Regions from separate parts of the Sus scrofa genome. Here region 1 is linked to region 2. A link is a contact called in public Hi-C data. All regions are on one chromosome and are shown on one strand. Each heading gives the region's core, a stretch centred on a gene start, on an enhancer-like site or on the middle of the called end of the contact. The rest is flanking DNA. Distances are from core to core; before and after follow the strand shown.

Region 1 (3,370 bases), core at 784-3,283, 41 kb after region 2:
CCATGAAGTCCTCTCACTGCATCTTATCACCCGCATTCAGTTACAAGCCCAACTCCACCTGCCCAGGTGCACCTAGGAGGCCAGGGATGGGTCTATTCCCAACTCCCAGGATAGTGTCTGACACTTAAGTGGAGCCTGATAGGTGTTTACGCACCGTGAGGTTTTGGGGGCTGGTGCCCAGGATGGGGGAGGGGCTTCTTGCAGCCGTTATTGGGCATCTCACTCCAGGCAGGGAGGCTGAGGGTAGCCTCCAGGGCATAGAGTATGGTACCGTTCAGCCCAGCACCCCACATCCCACACTGGTCCCCCAGAGGCTCTGATTAACCCACAGTACTGAGGACAAGGACACAGGCTCATCTGCCAGCAAATCGGGCCACATGGGGATGTGGGTCAGGGCCAGAAAACAAAGGCTCCGGGATCTGGGTAGATGGTAGATGGCTCACATGAGGGTCAAGGCAGGCGTCTGGGCCCCATGGCTGGAGACGCAGAGCAGAGGGTGTTGGCACACGCTGAACCAGACTGTGTCCATACCCACCGGCTTGCTGAGTGACTGTGGTCACTCCTAGAACATGTTCCCAGCCCCTCCACCTCTGATCATCCAATATGAGGCGTTCTGGGGAGGAGAAGGTGGGTGCGGCAGTGCTCCAGCAGGCCTTGGCCCTGACCCTCTTAGGCCTCCTCCTCCTTCCTGTCCTGACAGCCCCGCCCCCTACTCAGAGTGATGTCACCTCGGCCACCTCATCACCAGCTTCTAACCCCCTTCCAGTCACCCTCTTTGCCCTCAGATGGGAAAGAAGGGAAGGTGGCTCCCTCTTTACTCAGGCTGTGATCTGGGGTATTGCTCAGAATTCCCAAACCTGCCCCCCCCCAAACCTTGCGCCATTTGGGAGAGGAAGGGCCGGGGGACTCCTCCCTTCCAAGGCAGATCGGACTCCTGACCGTCTCTGCTTCTCCACAGGCAAAGTACCGCACCCCCATTCTCTCTCTGGGTAGAGAGGAAGGGAGTTGGGGAAACTTTCTAGGAGTCTTAGAGCTCAGGAGTCCTGGGCAGGGAAGGGAGCCGCTGGATTTGGAATGGGATAACTTCCCCCCGCACACACACCCGCGCGCGCACCCACACACACCTCCCACACAAAACCCCTCTCCGCAAAATAGAACCAAGGAGCCACCTCCTGGCCTCCAAAGACTTCCAGCCAGGACTCTCAGGCCCTCCCCAATATGCCCGGGGCGCCTGGGCAGTTCTTGCCTCTAAGACAGAGGAGGCAATCTAGGTGAAATATGCCCCTGTTGTTCCGGGAAAGAGGAAGACCGCTCCCTCCACTTTTGCAGGTCTCCACCGGTCCGGTTCGAGTCCTCCCGGGCAGCGCTCCCTCTCTCCACGTTCGCATTCTCCAGACGCATCACCCCTCCGAGTCTGCCGCGCCGGGTGCAGATCAGCCCTCCCCGGGGTGTTACTTCCCAACAATGGAGAAGCGGACAGGGGTCGCGGGGCGCTCCCCGATTTGCCGCCCCCTGCGCTCACCCTGCTCCAGGTCCTGCTGGTCGTACCAGGGCTCCTCTTCCTCTGCAGTGAAGTCTTCCATCCTGGCAGCCCTCCGCATGGCCCCGCAGGCGGCAGGCGGGCGCTGCGGCGGTGCTACTCAGGGCCGGGGCGCAGGGCCCGGGACAATGCAGCGGAGGCGGGCCGAGCCTCCCGCGTCGCGAACTCGGGCTGCAGCGCCCCCGCCCGCGCCGCGCCCCCTCGCCATCGGCCGCAGACCGTTGGCGCGCCGCCGCGATCCGGCCCGGTCGGGGTCCTGCGGAGCTGGGGGCACCGGGCGGCGGCCGCACAAAGGGTGGAGGGGCGGGGACGGAGGGCGGGCGGCGGCAAGGAAGGCCCAGGCACGCCGACAGGTCTGGGGAGCTAGGATTTCGCGGGCGCCGAGGCGGGCGCCCCCTGCCCCGCTCCGGCCTGCGCTGCCCCGGGACCACCCGGCGACACCCAGAGCCTCCGCTGCATCTTGGCGGGGTTGGCCCCGCGCTTCCCAAGCACCCCGCTCCGCGGGGTGGAGCCAGCTGCCTCTGACCAATCAGGAGACATATGCAAAGCTAGAGGCGGGCCCGAGGGTGGGATCTCCCTGGCGTCCTGGTCTGGCGGTTGCTGAACCAACCCCACCTTCCCTTCAAGTCGGACTCCAGTTTACATCTCAATGTCTGAAATCTTTTTATTTTGTTTACCTATCGTCTCTCTCTCTTCGTCGATCTCCTGAAAGCGATGATCTTCTCTTTTGTTCACAACTGGCTCTTCAGCATCTATTTGTTACCTTCTATGGACACTTAGAATGAATGAAAATTAGTTTACAATTACCTTTAAGAAATTATGTTTGAATGTCTGCGGCCTGAAACATCAGGCCAGGAGTAGTGAACTTTGAGTGTAACCTGCATTCTGGGCCTTTCCCTTTAAGGTCCTGTTTCCCTCTCTTTGGAACCCATATCCTGAATCCAGTTACAGCCATTAAACCATATACAGTTTCACCTATCCGAGCATAGGAGTTTACAGGCTCAGGCATACATGTAACTCATTAGGACCCACCCTGTGCTGGCACTGTTGAAGCACCCTGAGTATAACTAAGTCTGAATATATGTGGCCAATACATCCGACAAAGGACTTGTATTCAGAATATACAAAGAACACTTGCAAATCCACAAGAAAAAGAAAGATAGCACAGTAGAAAAGTGGGTAAAAGACTTGACCAAGCACTTCTCCCATGGCCAGAATGATCCAATAAACATGTGACAGGGTGTTGAACTTATTCAGAAGGGTCAACACCTGTAGAGAAAGTGAGGAGGCAAGGTTGGCTGAGGGAGAGGTTGGGTTGGGATGTGGTCCAACCAGCATCCTCGAGACACTATGTTGGGTCCTCGACCTGTTAAGCCACAATGGGAACTCCAATATGTTATATTTTAATAAAATAGTTTACTTAAGAAGAAAAGGAAAACACCCCATAGCTGACATGCAGGCAGTTTCTGCCCTCATGTAGCTTTCTTTCTGATGGAGATAAATAAACAAACTATTACAACCTGCAACTTGTGCTATGAAGGAAATTAACAGGGTTCTGCAAGAAAGTTTGGGGGAAGGTTCAGGAAAGCCCTCCCTTGAGAGTGACAACTAAGCTGATACAAAAAGGTGCCAGTCCTGCCAAGCTCTGAGGGCAGAGTGTGTTCTAGGCATAGGTGACAGCAAGGTCAAAGGTTCTAAGACAGAAAGAGCTTAACACATATAAGGAACTGATGGAAGCCCAGTGGGGCTGGAGTGGAGTGAATAGAAGAGAGATGAATTGGAGTTAGGGCCATGGGAAGGGGATTTTTTTTTGGGGGGGTGTACCCAAAT
Region 2 (3,012 bases), core at 123-2,622:
TTTTGGAAACTCTTTAAAGTTAGGGCAGGACCGGTCTTCAATCTGAGATTTATTACTGGAGAAGCAGGAGATGAATAAATGAAATCGACCAATGTTTATCCAACCCCAGCTTTGTTGCAAAGGAACACCTGAGTGCTACCTGGGCTATAAGGCAGTGAAGTAATGGTCAATGCCCATAAATTGGAAATTAAAAGATGAACGTATAAAGTTAAAAAGAAATTCAAACGGCTGAAACTGAAAATGGGTTAAGTGTCTTGTCACTCTCAACTCTTTGGTTAGCAGCCACGCATCTTTTGCCCAATGGCACTCTTTGGGTTTCATTTTCACTAGTCTTAGCCGGTCAGCTTAGATTTGCACTGGCAAATGGTAACCTCTTTCCAAGGAATGTATATGATCTCAAATATGGATCTGAAACAGTGACAGTTACCAGATACGAGCTCAGGGACCAGGATCACAGAAAAGATGTGTAATATCACGAGAAGCACTTCCTGCAGCTGTCATCGTCAGACCCAGGCTTCACCCAACTTGGCACAGGGGTCCGAGAGGAAGTCTGAGAAAGCTACAAAGATGCCTTAGCTCATCCTGACCCAGTTCTGGATGCATCTGCCACAGGCGGTGAGGGGCTGAAGAGGAGCCAGGGAAAAACTCACGCACACCTGAGGGGCTGGGATGAGGTGCAAAGAGGAATTCGGAGGAGGGGTGTGGAGTGGATTCTCGTGGGTGAGAGTGGGCACAGTGTGGGGTAGGAGGCGCTGAGAACGAAGGGCGGGGTAGGAGAGAAAGGCTGCCTGCGCCTGAGGATGGAGAAGAGCCCCTGGCGTTAGCTTGACGGGGAAAGAGGTGGGAAGGGTGTCCCGGCCCGAGGAACCCGCCAGTGAGAAGAGTGGCGCAGCAATCTGGGGACCAGCCTAGGAGGAACGAAGGGGTTCGAAGGCCGGGGGCGCGCCCGAGGGCGGGGCGCACCTTGTCTGAGTCCAGCTCCGGGTCCTCCTGGCAGCAGAGGCGGCAGAGAAAGGACTTGGGCTCCCGGCCTAGGGTCTGCCTGGTGGTCACGAAGTAGGTGCCGCCCACGTTCAGCCGGACCCAGCGGGCCGCGCCGCCGCCCCCTGCCCGCTCGGGCGGTCCGGGACCCGGCTCCAGTGGCTGCGCGGCGGCGGTGGGCGGGCGGCCGTGTCCGCGGGGTGTGGAGCCAGCGGGGCGAGGGCTGGGGGGCCCGCGGCCCGGGCCACCCCCATCTCCCAGCCCGCTCCCGCCACCCCCTCCCAGCCCGGCCATCGCCGGGTCCAGCTGCAGCTCCGCCATCTTGGGCCGCCGCCGCCGCCGCCGCTGCCCGCCCGCCGCCGGGCCGGCCCATCTCTCGGCAGGGAGAGCCGGGCCGGCCCATCGGCGGGGGTGGGGCCGGGGGAGAGGGACTGGAGCGCCCCCAACCAGCGCCCGGGGACCCGTGCTGTGGAGGCGCTGCGGCCGCCTCCGGGGGCGGGATTTCCGGAAGTAGCCGTCATCTCTATTGGCTGTCTTGGGAAACAAGGCCCGTCCCTTTAGCTTTGGGATTGGCTGAGGTGAGGCCTTCCGGTGATCCACTTCCGTTCCTTGCTGCCTTGGACTGAGGGCCTCCGGAGTCGGTGAAGGTGAGTGGGGTTTGGGGCCCTTGGTCGCGACCCTTGCAGGTTCTTCTGCCCTGCTGACTCCAAACCTGGGCCTGATCCTTGTTGCACCCTTGCCGAGGACACCGGGCCCTGCGGTTTCCCCTCTGGCAGTGTCCCAGCTGTTCCACGCTCCCCTTCTCTCCCTTCCCCCCGAGCGCTAGGTCGCAGGGACCATTCTGTGACCTGCTGCCTTTGACTTAGGCGCCTCTACTAACCTTGTCTCGTCTAGCCCGCCCCAGCGCGACCGACTTCAGTAGTCTGGTTTGGAGGGTGAGGAAACGTTTCTCGGAGATAGTTTTAGCTTGCTGGGTGACACTAGGGTTCCAGCATTCGAGGGTGTGAAGCTTTCAGAGCCTCTCAAGTGCAGGGTTCGTTTATCCGTTCAACAGATATTCACTGAGCACCTCCTGTGTGCAATATCTGTTCTAGGCGCTGGGGATTCCGTAGTAAATAAAAGACAACAGTCCCTTTATTTATGAAGCCTACTTTCTGCTGGTGCTTGGAATAGTCTCTGTGAGGGCACTTGTTTGGCGTATTTAAAAGTCAGCTGTCCCTCCCCTCCCCTCTGGGTAACATTAGCTATCCTGAGAGCAAAAGGAAGCAGCAGGTATTGGACGAATGGTTTTTTTTTTTTTTTAAGATCCTGGGGAAGATTTCTTCCATCTCCTTTGCGACTCCCTCTATAGCTTGTAAAGACCTTTGATATTTCAATCTGTTTCCTAATGTCTATTTTCTCATATTCTGTCTTTGTTTAAAAAAGAAATGGCAGTGATGCATTTCCATCTTCTCTCATATTCACACGTGTATTGTATACCTCTTTTAAGGGTATTGCTAGTATACTCAGGGTATGTGCTAATGCTGCAGGGGATGATAAGACATGAATAGCGGGTAGAGAGCCCCTTAAGTTTGTATAAGATTGTAGAGCCGGAGTTCCCTTTGTGCCTCAGCAGGTTAATAGCCTGCCCTCTCCGTGAGAATGCGGGTTCAATCCCTGGCATTCTTCAGTAGGTTACGGACTGGTATTGCCACAAGCTGTGGCCTAAGTCGCACATGGTGGCTTGGATCCAGCTTTGCTGTGGCTGTGGCTGGCTGCAGCTTTGACCCCCTAGCCCAGGAACTTCCATGTGCCACAAGTGCGGCCCTAAAAAAAAGAAAGAAAAAGATTGTAGAGGAAATTGATGTGCAAATTACATTTGGTAACTTTTTAACACCCTTCCTAGGTAAGCAGAGCTATTCTCATTTTTCAGATGAGGAAATTCTGGTCAAGAGTCTGCTCTATTTAACTACGCTTTGTTAAAATGTGTCACGTTCTGTGCACTGGAGAATCAGTGAATTAAATGCAAACTCAGTGGAAATGTATTTAAAT

The links. Hi-C and Micro-C count contacts between places; a contact is called where the count stands out from the background.
Region 1: a contact with region 2 is called in a Hi-C map of liver, with 2.8 times the contacts expected there. The contact joins the promoter of CDR2L here to the promoter of KCTD2 in region 2. A contact is called at or near these places in 1 of 5 promoter capture datasets (liver), 16 of 47 Hi-C or Micro-C datasets (brain, embryonic fibroblasts, epiblast stem cells and 8 more) and 1 of 2 datasets of contacts at active chromatin or transcription factors (skeletal muscle).

Annotation. Positions count from the first base shown.
Region 1 is chr12:6,280,438-6,283,807 of Sscrofa11.1, forward strand. It overlaps CDR2L (cerebellar degeneration-related protein 2-like), which reads right to left and starts at 2,034. Exons shown (of 5, transcript XM_003482949.4): 1 at 1,523-2,034. The coding sequence starts at 1,601.
Region 2 is chr12:6,239,991-6,243,002 of Sscrofa11.1, forward strand. It overlaps KCTD2 (BTB/POZ domain-containing protein KCTD2), which reads right to left and starts at 1,373. Exons shown (of 6, transcript XM_021066666.1): 1 at 964-1,373. The coding sequence starts at 1,302. It also overlaps a transcript of ATP5H not described here.